Regions from separate parts of the Mus musculus genome. Here region 2 is linked to region 1. Evidence: chromatin contacts called from public promoter capture Hi-C data. All regions are on one chromosome and are shown on one strand. Each heading gives the region's core, a stretch centred on a gene start, on an enhancer-like site or on the middle of the called end of the contact. The rest is flanking DNA. Distances are from core to core; before and after follow the strand shown. Region 1 holds the start of Pax3 (paired box 3). Region 2 holds the start of Mogat1 (monoacylglycerol O-acyltransferase 1).

Region 1 (3,724 bases), core at 848-3,347:
CCATGAGCTGTTCAACAGGCAGTACTGCGGAGGAAGTGTCCTAGAGAAGTGTCTGAACCCGGAAAGGTATCTGCAGCCGCCCATTATAAACAAGTTACCCTTGTCCAGTAAGAGCCGCCTTCTGAAGAGCTGGGGTCATGCCACTGAAGTCTTGGACAAAAAAAAAAAGAGGCGACTCATCCCCACAGGGTTCTAACCCTCAGGAGGGGTCCCTTTTCACTGAGTGTGCAGCCTGAATTTAACCACTTGAAATACACCTCTGGTCCCTAGTCTTCCCACTGATTAAAGCTGACCAGACAAAGTGCTAAACTCGGCTCTGCTCAACTTTGAGAGGGCAAAAATCTTGGAAAAGTCTGGTTCCTCAGATGGCAAGGGTGTATGGTGCTTTCGAAAACAAGTACCCAAACTTTGAAGGACTCCAGACCAGGGGTAGGGGGAAAGGAAGTGAGAAAGTTTCCCGCCTTGACAAATTGAATTATTTTATATAAAACTTGGTTAAGCAGCTCTGCGGGCCAACAGCTTCTGGACTCTCTCTCCACTGTGAGCTCTAATGCTCCTCCCCAAATGTGGGTGGGTGGGGGTGGGGTGTCCAGACATTTTCTGGAGTCCCCAGAGGCCCGTCTCGCCTGCTCCCAGGGTCGATAAGCCCTTTTGACTTCAGGGGGAGCAAAGAGCTACCCAGCTTTCTCCACTGGGAGTGAACTCTTAAAGGGCCAGCTCAGGGACTTTGAACAACTACACGCACGCCCCCCCCCCTTGAGTTTGCCTTAATTAGGGGGTGGGCAAGTAGGATTGGGGGCCTGAGTTCACATCAAAACTGTCAAAGGAGATGGGGGGGGGGAGGACATGGAGAGAGGGTTGGAGGATTCAGGGGCAGGAAAAATTCAAATATCATAAAAAGAAAAGGGAACTTGAAGCCCAGAAGTCATTGTTTCCTTTATTTCAAAGGGGAAAAAACCTGCCTGATTCTCATCCTTTTGATTGATTAAGGCCCTGAATACCTCTCGGCCCCAGAGTGACAGTCCCTGAATAGACTTGAGGGAATAAAGAGCAGCGCAGAACGTGGGGCTGGCACGGGAGGGGGGTGTAAGGGAGGAGTGTTCGCTGGCACTTACCAAGTTATAAATAAAAGGCTAGGCACAATGGTACCTTCTCTAAGGACAGACAGTCTTTACAACACTCCTGGCGTCATATCCTGCTGGGGACACTTCAGCTCCTAGCCAAGACGTTGCTTCTTTTATTTTTCCAGCAGTTTAGTCTGAATGCCATAATAAATTCCTGAGAACAAACGCTGCACCCGGGCAAAACCTCAACATATAGATGCAAGTGCATCGGGGATGAATGTGTACGTGGAGATTTAAAGTCCCCGCTTCTCAGAAGGGTTTTTAAACCAAGAAAAGGAGCTGGCTTCCCCATTGCTTGCAACTTGGAGCCCAGGGGAGGCCTAACCTCTTCAGTCTCTGTCATGGCTATGCCACCTGTCTTTCATTCCCAGCCTAAGAAAGACAAAAGGACCTTCTGGGCACATCTTGGACTCTTCCTGAGAGATGCCTTTCTGGGAGGCTCACATAGGGAGCTCAGGCCCAGAGGCAGACCAGAGAAAGGAAAAGGAAACACATCCGGAATTCTCTGTGCCCCTTTCCAAATTTGCTCCACCGCCATCTCCGTATTAGTAATCCCGAAGCGAAATCCACAGGTGAAAAGCAGGGGCAGACAGAGGAAATAAGGGGCGGATATAGCAAGGTTTCCAGAGAAAGGCGGAAAGAGATTAGGACAGAGTAATAGAAAACCAAGATGATCAAGGCTGAATCTCATGTAGAGGGACAGGGACACCGCGAGCCTTTTTCCATCCTCACTGGCTCTTGCCACCCAAGCTGCCTCTCCTAGTTTCAACCTGTCCACCCTTCTCTTGAGAAAGGGACACAGAGCTAGTCCCCCTCTGGGTCGGCGGAGGCCTGGGGACCGTCAGGGATGGGAAGAGAAAGTAGCTTCTGTCGCCCAATCAGCGCGTGTCTTTGCCACCCGGGACGGTCTCCTCCTCGGCCAATCGCAGCTCAGGGCTCCTGATCAAGCTTTGGGTGAAAGAACTAATAAATGCTCCCTAGTCCGGATCCCTGCACTCGGTGTCACGACGGGAGGAGACTTGGGACGTGTTCCTGCCTCGTCACCACCCTCCCTCACCCGATCTTCGCGGTGCAGTGAGCACCTTTGCCAGTAGCCCCAGCTGAGGGGCCGATCTGCTAGACTCGCACCAAACTCGTCCGCCCTGGGCTTGGGATCCTGCACTCAAGGGACTCCTCTGGAGCCTGTGGACTTGGATCTATTAGCGCCCCCCTCCCCGCGCCCCGCCTCCCTCTCTGGCCTTTTTTGGGGGAGGAGCTCTCCGAGATCCGGAGAGTTCCCGAGGGTCACCCGCCGCACTGTGCTCGCTTTTTCGTCTCGCCTTCACCTGGATATAATTTGCGAGCGAAGCTGCCCCCAGGATGACCACGCTGGCCGGCGCTGTGCCCAGGATGATGCGGCCCGGCCCGGGGCAGAATTACCCACGCAGCGGCTTCCCGCTGGAAGGTATGTTAGGGCCTCAGCTCGTCCGGATCCCCGGGCCTGGGATTGGCTGCCGCACCCCAATCCTGGTCTCCAGGGCCTCCACTCGTGCCTTACCGGGAGCCTCTTCCCGTGGTACTTCTCAACCCAAGAAGCAAAAGTGGGGAGGGGGTTCTCGTGGAGAGCGGGAGAAGCCCCATTTCACGTTCTGGCTGCAAACGGAGTGCTAAGCTCACTACAAGCTCTCGGAGCTTGCCTGGCCTGCTCCTGCCGGCTCCACTTTGCCCTGTTGTTTCGGAATTGCTGCCGTGAGAAAGGTGAACAAGCTTCGCAGCGCCGGAAGCAAGTTCTCTTTCTGTTCACCTAAAGTTGCTACGAAATTGTGCGGGCTGCGTTCACTTTTGAATAACTACTATTAGTTCGGCAAGAATTTTCCTGCTGTGAAAAATTCTGGTGGCCCTTCCTAGTTGAAAAGTTTTAGCATTGATTAGCAAATTCCACTCAACTCAAGTGGCATCTCGAAGTTTCTAAAATGGTTGGCAATGCCTTTCGGTTTGCTTAAAGGTGCTGGGAAATTTCGGGGAGGTAGAAATTACTGCAAACCCGAACCCGACCAAATAATTTGGGAAGTAAAAGCAGGAGACTGGGGTTCTGGAGGAGCCCTTCGACCTCGATCCAGAGTAAAACGTGACGTGCAAGGGCGGTCATTTCGGCAGTGGTGTCCACAGCTAGGCTCGCTGCCATTTTTATTTTTTAAGTGTAACAGGTGATACCTGCTGTCACCTGTGTCTCCTTTCGGGAGCCTCCCCAACCCTTGCCTACTATACCCTTATCGGGACCTCTGCCTTCTCAGGACTTTGAGGCAGTTATCGCAAGACATTTTAGACATCAGTCCTAGGTCTCCCTCCAACTTGCAGCACAGCCCCCCTCCCCCAAATAAAAGAGAAAATACAGTTTCTCTACAGCCAGTTACCTCATTCCGATCGCTCAATTTCCAAAAGATTATATGACCTTGCATCGGGTAATTATTTGAATAAATAGAACCTTAAGGGTCCGGGACTGGGAGCCCAGAGCTTGGTGGTTTGTGTTTTAACTGTCACAGGCAAATTGGCCAGAAGGATGCAGAATTAGGTTCTTTTTGCTGCTTTCTATTCTTCCTAAATGACTTTCTCGGGCTCTC
Region 2 (3,724 bases), core at 643-3,142, 310 kb before region 1:
CTAGGCAGAAAAGCCCGGGAGCGAAGGCAACCCGAAAATAGAAAACTAACAATAGCTCTTTGTCCTGATGTCAAGATGGCAAAGTTTTAATACCTAGGGGCATTACTTACTCATTATGAGTTGAGGGATCCAGAAATGAATTGGCAGCCATTGAGAGACTAAAATGAAACTTTGTATAGCACCCACTTTCTAGATGGGACCATCACTACATTTGGGAGACCATAGTTGCCCCCAATTTACCCAGCTGTATATTGAAAAGCTGTATATTGTCTTCCATTGTAAGTAAGACAAACCTCGCTTTAGAAACAAAATAGTACGGGCCAGTCATAGTTGCACATGTCTTTAATCCCAACACTTGCCTTGCAAAGGCAGGCAGATCTATGAGTTCTAGGCCAGCATAAAGAGTTCTACAGAGCAAGTTCTTCTGGGACAGCCAGGGCTACATAGAGGAAATATGAGAGAGAGGGGGGGGAGGGGGAAGAGGGGGAGAGAGGGAGAGAGAGAGAGAGAGAGAGAGAGAGAGAAAGGGGGAGGGGGAAAGGGGGAAGAGGGGGAGAGAGGGAGAGAGAGAGAGAGAGAGGGAGAGAAAGGGGGAGGGGGAAAGGGGGAAAAGGGGGAGAGAGGGAGAGAGAAAGGGGGAGGGGGAAAGGGGGAAGAGGGGGAGAGAGGGAGAGAGGGAGAGAGGGAGAGAGGGAGAGAGGGAGAGAGGGAGAGAGGGAGAGAGGGAGAGAGGGAGAGAGGGAGAGAGGGAGAGAGGGAGAGAGGGAGAGGAATCCAAAGCAGGGAGTCCCACAGTAGGTGAACACTGTCTGACCAGGCAGACCCAGGAACCAGAGGCTGTGCGCAGTAGGGTAGGGACTGTGTCTGGTGAGTGTTTGGCACGGCGGAGCTCTTACCGAGCAGGAGGAAGGACAGGACCCACTGCAGCACCGCAGCGGTCTGTAGGCACCGTGCCAGCGGGGTGTTGAGTGGCGCGAACTCGACCATCATGGTTCTACCCGGAGGACTCCTTTCGCAGGATTTGTGGTACTGCTACCGACTGGGAGGCCGAGGCTCCAGCTGGCCGGAAAGGAACCAATTCGCCCTGGGGCAGGAGGTGAGGGAGGGTGCGCGGCGTTGAGGCGGGGTGCTGGGGATCACTAATCACAGCTTGAGGCAGAACCCTGGTCACTCGTGGGAGAGGTCAGCCTGCCTGCCCAATCGCTAGGGCCTGGGCCTCCACCCGTATTTGACCATTGTTCATCTGATAGACCGCCTAGCACTCAGCTCCAGCATCCACCCATAAACCCACCTCATCCTCTGAAGCCAAGAATTGGGGAGTGGGTAGTTTGGTTAGTTCTTTGAGGTCCAGCACTAGCTGGAGGAAAGTGTGGGACTTGCGTTTATTAGTGTGGGTCTCCACACTACCCCCCCCCCCAAGGTGTGTGCGTATGCGAGTGCACGCACGGGTCTCTCTTTTTGTGTTTTCTTTTGTGTCCTAAAATTCCTACACAAATCCTGGATGATTTCCTTTCATTCATTCTCTTAACCCATATATACTGAAAGCCCACCAAATCTCCATTATCTTGTGAGAAAATGACCTTTTTGGGGGGGGGGCAGGAAAAAATCTAAGCAAACTAACCATACAACTGAATAGTATACAATTACAAGACCCTATTATAAACGCTAGAGTGAAAGAGTTAGAATCCGGTGGGACAACTTCTTGTGCCTGTTTCTTTCTCAGCGTTTACCTGCATAGTTTTCTTAAATGTGTGCACAGCAGCATGTGGAGAGACCAGAAGTGAACCTCAGATATGTTTCTCAATACTATCTTAGCCCTCGACTTTGGTTTTTGAGATAGAGTCAACGGAGCTTGGGACTCACCCAATTAGGCTGCTCTGGCAAAAGCTCCCAAAAGCTCTGGGCGTGCTCTGGTATTACCTCACCAGCCTGACTTTTTACCTGAATTCTGGACATCAGATTCAGATTTTTCACGCTTGCAAGCATTTTAACAGTTGAGCTGTCTTTCCAGCCCTTGAGTTTTAAATGATTGCTTTAATTAACTGAAGAGGTCTACAGGCAAAGGGAAATGTGTGTGCAAAGGTCTTCCTAAGAAAAGGGGAAGGGCACCATTTGTAACTTCTTGGCAAAACTGTTTTTGTTTGTTTGTTTGTTTTAGTTTTGTTTTTCTGGTCGAAGAGGTACTTTCTTCTTTCTTAGAGTTCTTTCTGAGCCACCCTCCATGCTAGGTGGGAGATTCTGTGATTGAATATTATGTCACACACTGTGACAGTCTCTTGCCAGGTATGCCCTGACTCCATAGCAACACTTCGAAGTATTCATGCCAATTTGGAGCTAGGGAAATTGGGACTCAAAGTAGAGGCCAGCCTGGGCTACCAGACCCTGTCTCAACAATTAAAACAACCTACACACACACACACACACACACACAGATAGAGAGACAGAGACAGACAGAGAGGAGAGAGAGAGGAGAGGAGAGGAGAGGAGAGGAGAGGAGAGGAGAGGAGAGGAGAGGAGAGGAGAGGAGAGGAGAGGAGAGGCCAGGCGAGGAGAGGCCAGGCGAGGCCAGGTGAGGCCAGGCGAGGTGAGGGGACGGGAGGGGAGCGGAGAGGGGAGGGGAGCGGAGAGAGAGAGGGGAGGAGGAGAGGAGAGGAGAGGGGAGGGGAAGGGAGGGGAGGGGAGGGGAGAGAGAGAGGAGGAGGGGAGGGGAGAGAGAGAGGAGGAGGGGAGGGGAGAGAGAGAGGAGGAGGAGAGGAAAGGAGAGGAGAGGAGAGGAGAGGAGAGGAGAGGAGAGGAGAGGAGAGGAGAGGAGAGGAGAGGAGAGGAGAGGAGAGGAGAAAAGAGGCGAGAAGAGGAGAGAAGGAGAAGAGCTGTAATTGTAGGTAAGTGCTGAAGACTCTGTCTTGTCCTTTCCTGGAAGCTAGGCAGAACAGAGATGAAATGAAATTCAGATGAAAGATACAAATGGTAGGATATGCAGAACACCTAAAACCCTTGGTCCTAACCACTTAGAATGTTATTGATGATGCATTTGTCACCTCACAGAAAGCAGCTAGTAAAGAACAATTGAATCTTTTGTTGGAGGTGGAGGACTGGCTTGAGAGAGGGACTCCTGTTGCTCAGGTGAGCTGCATTCCATATGTTAATGAACTTGATCTCGTGACCCACCTCCCTAAGGGGCTTACAGGCAGGCAACATCAGGATCAGCAAGAACCATCGTGTTTTAAAAGACTTATTTACTTTTATATGTGTAGGGTTTTTTTCTATTTTGATTTTATGTGTATGGGTGATCTGTCTGTCTGTCTGTGTACTACATGTATGTCTGGGTGCCCACAGAGGCCAGAAGAGGTATTGGATCCCTGGAACTTGAGTTACAGACAGTTGTGAACTGTTATATGGCTACTGGATATTGGGCATGAACGAAGAGCAAGCTGTTCTCCCGCCCAAACACATATCACAGTCCGTTGAAGTCATTCTCTGACCCAACAGGGGGTCAATTCACTGACCTATCATCATCTCATCATTTTATTGTTTTGATTTTTTTTTTTTTTTTTTTTTTTGAGACAGCGTCTCATTATGTAGCCTTGCTGGCCTGGAACTCATTTTGTAGACCAGAGTCAATTTGAACTCACAGAGATCCATCTGTCTCTGCCTCGTATGTGCTAGGTCTAAAGGCATGCACCACCACAGCCAGCTCCATCTTCATTTACCTCATTTGATCAAC

The links. Promoter capture Hi-C pulls out the DNA fragments that hold promoters and counts their contacts.
Region 2: a promoter capture Hi-C map of embryonic stem cells shows a contact between it and region 1. The contact joins the promoter of Mogat1 here to the promoter of Pax3 in region 1. A contact is called at or near these places in 1 of 39 promoter capture datasets (embryonic stem cells), 6 of 484 Hi-C or Micro-C datasets (all in embryonic stem cells), 4 of 115 datasets of contacts at active chromatin or transcription factors (all in embryonic stem cells) and 2 of 9 other capture datasets (adipose tissue and liver).

The regions. Positions count from the first base shown.
Region 1 is chr1:78,195,509-78,199,232 of GRCm38.p6, reverse strand. Pax3 (paired box 3) reads left to right here and starts at 2,097. Exons shown (of 8, transcript NM_008781.4): 1 at 2,097-2,568. The coding sequence starts at 2,484. RefSeq lists cis regulatory regions at 768-990, 1,146-1,378, an enhancer at 768-1,378 and a promoter at 543-2,533.
Region 2 is chr1:78,509,228-78,512,951 of GRCm38.p6, reverse strand. Mogat1 (monoacylglycerol O-acyltransferase 1) reads right to left here and starts at 1,892. Exons shown (of 7, transcript NM_026713.3): 1 at 1,864-1,892; 2 at 897-1,084. The coding sequence starts at 990.